Regions from separate parts of the Triticum aestivum genome. Here region 1 is linked to region 2. A link is a contact called in public Hi-C data. All regions are on one chromosome and are shown on one strand. Each heading gives the region's core, a stretch centred on a gene start, on an enhancer-like site or on the middle of the called end of the contact. The rest is flanking DNA. Distances are from core to core; before and after follow the strand shown. Region 1 has its middle 110 kb from the start of LOC123080363. Region 2 holds the start of LOC123080362 (NAC domain-containing protein 83).

The links. A called contact is a pair of places that touch in the nucleus more often than the background predicts.
Region 1: a Hi-C map of leaf shows a contact between it and region 2, with 4 times the contacts expected there. The contact joins the enhancer-like site here to the promoter of LOC123080362 in region 2. A contact is called at or near these places in 3 of 5 Hi-C or Micro-C datasets (leaf, root and an unstated tissue) and 1 of 1 datasets of contacts at active chromatin or transcription factors (leaf).

What each region holds. Positions count from the first base shown.
Region 1 is chr3D:546,596,845-546,601,589 of IWGSC CS RefSeq v2.1, reverse strand. No RefSeq gene overlaps it. Among protein-coding and RNA genes, the nearest start is that of LOC123080363, 110 kb to the left of the region's middle. Within about 2 kb of position 1,654, at least 6 of the 8 cell types and tissues checked have an H3K27ac peak or open chromatin away from gene starts, as enhancers often do. A contact at or near this core is called in leaf, where this site is marked.
Region 2 is chr3D:546,141,282-546,146,070 of IWGSC CS RefSeq v2.1, reverse strand. LOC123080362 (NAC domain-containing protein 83) reads right to left here and starts at 3,360. Exons shown (of 2, transcript XM_044503269.1): 1 at 2,790-3,360; 2 at 1,972-2,698. The coding sequence starts at 3,009. The coding sequence ends at 2,220.

The DNA.
Region 1 (4,745 bases), core at 405-2,904, 460 kb before region 2:
CGGTCGACAAGGGAAGGTCGTGGCAGCGAAGGGGAGGGCTCATGGTGGAGACGAGACGAGGCGGACACGAGGAGAGGCGTAGACGACCAAGCGCTTAGCTTGGTAAGCTACGAACAAAAAAGGAGAAGAGGCGTAGACGAGCGGAGAAAAGAAAAGGGGATCGAGCATTTTTCGTAACCAGTCGGCATGTCGCATTTTGGGCTTTACAAAACACCGTATGTTATTATAGGGTGATGGAAACCGGTCTAGCCGAATGAGACACCAGTAACGTTTTCATTAAACGCTGTAATCGAAAGACGGTGGAAAAGTTACGAACCAAACGCGTCGCTAGCTCGTCTTTCTTCGCACCTTCGAATCCATGCATGGGCTCCACCACATGCGAATGTCCGCACCTGAAATGCCCATAGTCGTACCACAAGGCACCTGGCTAGTTTGCGTCCATGACAATGTAAACTTCCTAATTCAAGCTCTCATGAACTTTGTGGGTGTGGCTAGATTTTAGTCGACCGAGACTTAATCAAATCTCAGTCAAGTGATATACTACTATGTAAGAAAAACAAAGAAAACCTAAAAAGAAATGTTTGCATGAATCTCCATGAAAAATCAAAGGAAGATAATATCGACTGAGACATAACAAAGTCTCAGTCGATTAAGACTTAGCAAAATTGTTCTGAAAAGTACCACGGTTACGGCGCACTGACACCGACACTTTGGTCAGCAAGCATATTGGAGGTCCGTTAATTTGGAGCCAACTGCGAATTGCGCGGGCTCGTCAGCTAAAACTATTGGAGTACACTACTGTAGGTGTAGGAGATACAGTAGCTAGCTAGCTTTGGAAAGAAAGTAAGCTCGACGGGCATATATCTGCGTTCCACGGACGGAGAGGAATTGATCCCGAGCTCATATGCTCCCGCATGATCAGTAAAATCGAAAAAATATAAAAAAAAATTCAAAAAATTCCAATTTTTTTTGGAAGAAACATTGACAAAAGTTCTAAGTGCCTGCAAAAATTCGTCATGAAATCACATTCCTAGAAGGCATGGCAAAAAAACAAAAACAGTACTCTGAAAAAGCTACTTTCAAAAGCATTTTGAAGCATTGAATTAGTTTTTTTGCCACGCCTTACAGGAATGTGATTTCATGATGAATTTTTGCAGGCGCTTAGAACTTTTGTCAATGTTTCTCTCAAAAAAAATTAGAATTTTTTGATTTCTTTTTAATATTTTTTCGATTTTACTGTTCATGCGGGAGCAGATGAGCTCGGGATCAAAAGATGACTTTCGGCGTTCCACCATCGTCATTGGTTGATTGAGTCACGATCACCACATGCATACGCGCGTGGCCCCAGCAGAGAGGTCCATGCAGTTTGATGATGTGGTTTGCGGACGGTACCTGTGCGATTTTGCCGCTGCACTTCCGAAATGATCATACATAAACCTCGTAGGGCCTCTCCTAATCGTGATTACAGGGTAGGGTTTCCAAGTAACAGAATTATCCAGGTCCACTCTTCGGATTGAAGACGCCTGTAGAGGGAGCGTCCGTGGCGTTGCTTCTTGTGCGACGAAACCGATAGCCAGAGACCCACTAGAGCGGTGGTAGTTGGTGTGCAGTGCAAGGACCGGCCGGAGGTAGTGCCGTACGTACGTCTGTCTGTCCGCCGGCCCATGCTGTCCCATAAAGCTACTCCTCCTCGTCACATCGTTTTCCTTGTGGCGCATACATGCACGAGTCATGGCGGTGACTTGCAATTGCAAGCGAGAGGAGAGGAGAGGGAGCCCATATGCCTGATGGACTTTTTGGGACGACCGTGCAAGTGCAATGCATGCGCAGCGTAGCTAGCCCACCCGTGTCCGTCTGTCGTGCATGGTTGACACTTCGATGGATGGATGGTCTTGGAAAACGAAGCTGGGCAAGCAACTGCTACAGGACACTCCCACTCGCTGTCTCTTCCCCCCTGTTGTAGAGGGAGATGCTGCTAGGCTGGCTACCTGATGCATGCATGTAGGGGTATCACCGACTGACTGACTGACCTCAAAGGGGGAGTGGCGTGTGTGAGCTCCCAAGATCTCTATCGTTGGGTGGTGGAGACCTCACACGAAACGATGGCAAAACATAGCCTTCGCCCACCTTTCGGTCGGTCGGCGGCGTCCAGCAGCGTGCCACCACATGCACGTAGTTTAGACACCGATTGATTGGCTTGTTGCTGTTCACTTGGGCTTAGTTTATGGGCAAATTTGACCTATAGACGAAATCAAATCACAGAATGAACTGTCCGTGAAACTATTTCACGCGGCTGACCCGTGGCGCCTAGCTCTTAGGCGCTCTCTTAGGCGCTGCCCTAGTGCAACGCCTGGGAGCTAGGCGCTGCACTAGTGCAACGCCTAGGAGCTAGGCGCTATACAGTGTGGCGCCTAGCTCTCAGGCGCTGCACACTGACTTAGTAATTTTCTGATCACACGGGTGCGACACTGGCCGTGTAGCGCCTATCTGTGAGGCGTTGCACAGTGTAGTGTGGCGCCTTCGTGTCGGGCGTCACACAAAAAGGTCGGCCGCGTGAAATAGTTTCACGGATAGTTTATTCTGTGATTTGATTTCGTCTATAGGTCAAATTTGTCAAATTTGCCTAGTTTATGTGTGCGTGTTGGGCTGAAAGATATACAGTACTCGGGATTAGGTGACATGCATGACAGCTGGGTTAGCTTAAGCTAGTGCTTGCGTGCTTATGGTTTGACATCGATAGCAAATTGACAGACCTTGATTACAAAATCTTCTGCACAAATTCATTCTCATTCTCAAAAGAAAAAAAGTCTTCTCCACAAATAAACTTATTAGTCGGGCGCACCCTCTATTCTGACCGAACAAACCATCATAATATTATTGCAGTTAAATGCTACTCCTACATATGTGTGAGACTGACAGGAAACACAACAAAGAAGAGAAACCATGGGGCATACGACTACTAAAAACGATGGGTTGCCATCTCCAGTTCCCCACGCAGCCAAGATTCGAAGTTAACCACAAGCTGCTGCTGGCCCATGTGCCTCGGTCTTCCCTTCAATTGTGCCTTCACCTCACGTCCTCACTCAACCACTCGTCAATCAGATCAAGGTAGTACCATTAGATGAGTACCCCGTGTTGGAAGTTGTGTGTGCTCCAAGCTCACACTTCCATGCAAGGAACCACCACCGCGGGCCGGTTCGGGCAACTCCGATGTACGACCCAAACGGATATCAATTTTGCCCGAATTTCGTCCGTTTAGGGATGACAATAGGGCCGTGTCGTCCGAATTTGGGCTTACGTTGGCCGGACGTCCAACGTGCGAACACATCTTCGGCCCCATCTCGTCCGCCGGAGGCCAAGTACAACAAAATGAAGCATAGCAAAAATAGTTTAAATCAAACATATGTTGAAAATAGTCTTTTATTACAATCCAATTAAAATTTTTAAAATATCAAATTGTCTTACAAAACCACTCAAAGTTTGTGCACACAAAAAGAGATTAAACCGATAGATCTATTGATTGCCAATGTGATTCCACATGTGCCCAACCAAATCATCTTGCAGCTGCGTATGATTGTTCCGATCACGCAACTCACGATAAAATTGGACAAATTGTTCAAAGGTTGCAGGAGGTGGGTGCTTAGGCTCAACATTCTCACCCTAGAAATCAAACCCTTGGTCGTAGATATTGCCATCACACTCATCCTCAACGATCATGTTGTGCATGATCACACCAGCAGTCATCACCTCCCTAAGTTTCTAAGTGGTCCATGTCAATGCAGAGTTTCCAACAATACCGCATCGAGACTGAAGCACACCAAATGCACGCTCCACAGCTTTCCTAGCACTCTCCTGCATTTGGGCAAATCTCTGTCTCTTCTCTCCTTGCGGATTGGGTATGGTCTTCACAAGAGTGGACCATTGGGGATAGATACCATTAACTAGATAATATCCCTTGTTGTAATGGTGGTCATTGATCTCAAAATTGACCTCTGGGCTGTGGCTTTCTGCAAGCCTTGCAAACACTGAAGAATGCTGAAGAACACTAATATTATTGTGAGAACCAGCCATGCCGAAGAAAGAATGCCATATCCGCAGATCTTGTGAAGCCACAACTTCAAGTATAACAGTGGCACCTTTCACATGTCCCTTGTACTGCCCCTGCAAAGCAAATGGACAGTTCTTCCACTTCTAGTGCATACAATCAATACTACCAAGCATGCCCGGAAAGCCCCTCTTGGCATTAATCGTCAACAACCTCTCTGTGTAGCGGCATTTGGTTCTCTCGGGTATTCAGGACCGAACACTGCCACCACGGCCTTGCGGCCGGCGACGTCGCCACCCCGATGTTCGACGTCGTGGTGAAGAAGGAGGCCATGGAGGACGTGCAGCAGCAAGAGGAGTAGGAGCCCGCGCCATGGAACTCACCAGTGGTCGGCCAGAATTGGTCCTAGACGAAAACGGTCCCGCGCATGACAGAGCCCGCGCACGGCGAGGCCTGGTCACCGTCCCGCCACGAGAAGAGCTGGTGTAGGCGCCAATGCATCACCCTTCGGCCGAGCCTCCCGCCTGCCAGGGCCCGCCGGCCCACCCACGGACACCGCCGCCCTACATCGACCTCACGGGCGACGATGACGATGTTGATTTAATACAGAGTATTATATTTGTATTGGAAAGAGGTTTTCATGATATAAAATTTTATGACATATAAATTATATTATGCTGTATTAGTTAAAATTGATTAA
Region 2 (4,789 bases), core at 2,111-4,610:
AGTCAAGTGTTATAGTATCTAAGAAGAAAATAGAAAAACAGAAAAAAAATCTTTTGCACAAATCTTCATGCAAAATCAAAGAAAGTTAGTATCGACTGAGACATAACGAAGTCACTGAGACTTAGCAAAGTTAGAAGATAGCATTGCAGATGCCCTAATTCCTCGGTGCCGCTGCAAACCTAGTTCGTCAATCAAGGCAGTACCAGATCTGTACTTTATGTGTAAAAAGTTGTGTGTGCTCCAAGCTGACACTCCCCTACAAGAAACCTCCAACTCCCAGACCGGATCCTCTCCTTTCCGTGCGTCGGTACAAGAAGCAGACGGACGCACGCGCTGGTGTCGTCTTGGTCGCCGGTTGCGTCCGGGAGCTTCCCTGCGCGCAGTGCAGCAGTGCACGCCATAGCCGGATCTTCCCCGCCGAGACTGACACTGTTGCTTGCGAGCTGTGCAAGAGAGGAGAATCAAATCACCGTGCGTGTGCGTGTGCGTGTGAACGACCGGATGCCGGCCGAGGCCGGTGACTGATGTGCGCGCGCGCGCGGCGCGGCGGTGAGCGTGAACCGCGCGGACACTCGTGAAAAGACAGGCTCCCTCAGTCGTCCCTGTCCTGAATCGCTGTCAACCTCGACCCGGCTGTGCTTGCGGCTGACGTAAGCCTGTAACCGCCGCCGTTTAAATACGGCTTTGACTCCGCCGCCCGCTCCGCTCCACGACACTGACAGCCGGCTGCCGTGCTCCGTTTCAATTGCCTGGAAAAAGATCACGTCTCCTGGTTTCACTCATCTGAACATTTCACCAGCAGAGACAGAGGAGGCAGGAACTGTACTACTCCTATTCAGGTTCAGCGGTGATCAGCGGCGGCCCGGGCCAAATTCGTTTCCTCATCGCCGGTGAGGAATTTCAACCGGCTCCGGCGAGAGAGTCCATCGCCGTCGCTCGGACCAGCCGTACGCGTCCGGCCGATTCCTGTGCCGCTAGCTAACTATGGCTGTCTTCAACACAGCAGTGTCACGCACGCACACACGTCTCTCTTTCTCTTTGCTGTCGTCGTGGCCACAGCGTCGCTGCAGCACATCGACTTCAGCGGCTGCCGCTCAACTATTCTACGCGTGCAAGCAACCCGCTCGTCACGCGCGCGTCACGCCCTGCATCATGCCCAATTTCCTGAGATCAGGCTCTAGAGTCTACACTCCAGGTGCGTGCGTGCCGACTCGGGCAACCCACATACAGAAAAAGCGCTGGCAGCGTATGAGCTATGGCCATCAGCGCCACTACCGCCGAAAAAGTGGTCCGCGGGTCAGTATTAGCTGCCTGGAGAAGAAGAAGAATGAGACAGTGACAGTGTGAAACTGTGAACGCATGTCCGGTCTCGGTCTCGGTCTCGGTTGATTCCTCCAAATCTGTCCGTCTTATATTCGGCTTCGATCGATACGATATGATTCTCACTTCGAGCCTAAGTGAGATGAGACGAGATGAGGCGGGCACGGGATGCTCCGGATCGATGCGGCGATGGCCGGAAGGAAAATTGTTCTCTCATTCGTTCGTTGGTTGGACCGGCCGGGATTCCTATTCCCCTTGCCAATAACGGGGGCCCCTTTTGATGGCTGGAAATATTCCTGTCGCCCGGCGGGGGCCCGGCGTCGGGAGGAAGAAGAAACGCATCTCCGGACCGAGCCTGAGTGGATTCGAGTATCCAATCCAATCAGTCGATCGATCGTTGGATCAGTACTCAGTGGCGCCATCATCACCACGCACGCACACGCACAGCCGTAGCTTATCACAAAATTCGTGAATCCGTTCGCTTTCTGCCTCCATGAACTGAGCTCCGACGCCTTTCTGCCCCTGCTTTCTCTGCGCCGCCGCTCTGTGTTTCTACTGTAGCTGTTTGCAGTCGCTACATAGTTCATTCTTTAGTTGTTGATTTGTAGTAGTACAAGAAGAAGCTGGAATTCACGAGCAAAAGAACTCCGATTTAACCTTGGAACATGAACTCTTTGATTCACAGTGAGCTCTCTCGGCTCACTCGTCAAACATGGTGAGGTGTTTGATTGCTTGAGCTCGGTTTGCTGATTGCTTGAGCTCAGTTTGTTTCTCCTGATAAGTTGGGACTGATGATTACTACGAGGTACTACTAGTGCTACCACATTAGCGGTTCGACGAATTAACGGGGCACTCATTAGAAAATTACAGGGACCATGATTGAGGTCAGGTCAGCTGCTCTAATCCTCTCGCCGCGGCGAATTGGAGGCGGTCTCATCCTCGTCCTCCTCCATGCCGCTGCGCGACTCGGTCACGCATGAGGACGCCGGGGACGGCGATGCCGGTGTCATGTCGGCGTCGGCGTCCCCCCTACGCCGCCCCGCTGTGCCGTGGCGCGCTGGCGTGGCCTTCTTGAACACGCGGCAGACCACCCAGTCCTTGGCGGCGTGGAGGCTCTTGGCGGTGGCGTAGGCGGCGAGGCCGGCGGGCAGGAGGCGGTACTCGTGCATGGCCCAGCCGGTGCGCGCGCCGCCGGGGCGGCAGAAGACGAGCGTCCGCTTGGCGCCGATGGGCCGCCCGCATCGGGGCGCCACGACCAGCCGCTCCTTCCCGGACGCCCTCCACACGCCGCTGCCGCCCGCCCTGCCGGCGCCCCCGCCCTTCCGCCAGCACCCCGTCGCCGGCAGGTGGAAGAAGTAGCGCTCGCCGTCGGCTTCGCCTGCACGCACACGGCAAACAGTCAGCGCAATGCGCCAGCAATGCAGCCGCAGCTCCGTTGGTCAGTGATATGGCGAGTAAGTGGAGCGTACCTGGCAGGTCCCATGGGTGGAGGCGCGCGAGGTCAGCGACGGGGATGATGTCGGCGGGGAGGGGGCAGGAGAGGGCCTTGCGGCGCAGGTAGTGCAGCAGCAGCTCCTCGTCGGTGGGCCGGAACCGGAAGCCGATGGGCAGCCCGCCCTGCCCGGCCGGCACCCGGCACCCCCCGACGCCCGGGGCCTCCTCCGCCCGTCTCTCCGCCGGCAGCGCCATAGATGCACACACAAAGACACAACCCAACTAAGCAAGCAAAGACTACTCCCTCTCTCTGTCTCGGATGGGTCAATAGGCCGTGTGCTTGCTGTAGGCTCGCTCACATGCAAGTCAGACTCAGGTACTCGCTCGCCCCTCCATGGAGGACGGAGCTAGCAGAGAGTAGTTGGGTGCGGGATGATAGCTAGCGGGAAAGGGGGAGGAGGTTGGCGGTTATATAGTGGCGGGCAGGAAGGCAGCCGGTGTCGTGAAACACACTCAACCGCCATCGGCGAGCTCGGCTTTCCTTTCTTCCTGCCCTTTCCATCAAGCGAAGGGAACAGAGAAAGGAAGCGGGCGTCCCGTGCAGCCCTTAATCACCCTCCAACCGGTGAGCTCCGGGCTTAAGCAAGCAGAGCACGCAGGGTCCCTCTGCACCTGTCTCCGGGAGGGGAGAGGGGAAGGAGAACAAGGCATCGAAAGACTATCTTTTTCGTGCGCGCCCGATTATCTCTTTCTCTTTTCTTTTCTTTTCTTTTCTTTGCGCCCGTGGAAACGAAACGAAATTCCTTCTCATCTCCTCCCTTCCTTTTCTTTTTCTTTTGTGCTGGAGGAGGGAGGGAGGGGGAAGGAGAAGCTTCCACGTTACAGCAACGCGCTGGAACGGGGACTCAACGGCCTCAGCGGCCACCTACCTTGGATTCCAGCATTCAATTTATTTATTATTGTTATCATCGTCGTCTCCTTGGCCTCGGAGAAGGAATCGGAGGGAAAGTCGCTCCCCCGCTGACACCTCGCGTGCCCGTGCGGCAGTGCCCAAAAGAGATGGATGGGCTGTGCGAGAAGCATCATTCAAGCTTAATTACTTCACCAGTTCACCGTCCGGGTTGAAGCATCATTCAAGCTTAATTACTGCAGCTTTTGGGGTGGACTTTACAGCGGCTTTCCCAGTCAAATGCACGGCCGTCCGTCGCCGTTGCCACTTGCCCCTCCGCCCCCGCCTTTGGCTCCGGCTTTGGCTTTGCTGCGGCATCCGAGGGGAGGTCCCCCGGCCGGGCGGCTGCACGGGTGAAGTGGACGGGGCACGGGCGCGGCGCGCGGCGCCATGCATGCACGCTGCCACGCACGGCCATTGGGCATCGGGCAGTGCGCGTGGACGGCATCACTAGCACGCACTGCAACATTGTGTACTAGCTTCCTTCGTCCATGGGTGCGTGCGTCCGTCCGTGCCCGGCTGTCTGGCTAGCCAGGTCTGGCTCTCGGTACGTCGTTCTCGCCTGCGCTTTCCCGTCACGTGAACTGTCCCGTCCTCGCTGCCGTCCCGGCACCGGTGCTGTTCCGTCCGGACTCCGGCGACGGGCGATCCATCGGTACATGGACTGGTCTCTACTCAACCACGTGACTAGTACCGTTTCCGTTTGGACGGGCACCCTTTTGTGCATGCGGTTGGTCTTGTCGATGCATGCGCGGTGGTGTATGCCCATCCGTGGTAGCGCGGGCGTCCGGCGCGACGGGCCGGTTGGCCACCGGCGCCAGCGACGATCCCTCCACTGTTGTGCTGACGGGGAGAGAACGCACCAAGCACCTGTGTCTCGGACGATTTGGCACTTCCGCTATTCCTTCAGCCTTCAGGGACTGGTCATGGAGCGGGACTTGTCAACAAGAAAAAACACAGATGATCTTTTGTTCTCCAGTGTTTGCTCTCCACCACGTACGTGTTCCTGCCTTCATTTCTGCTTCACAACCCATGGAATTAGGTGGACCACACCAAAACCAAATACGTGAGGAGCAGCCGTCGCCT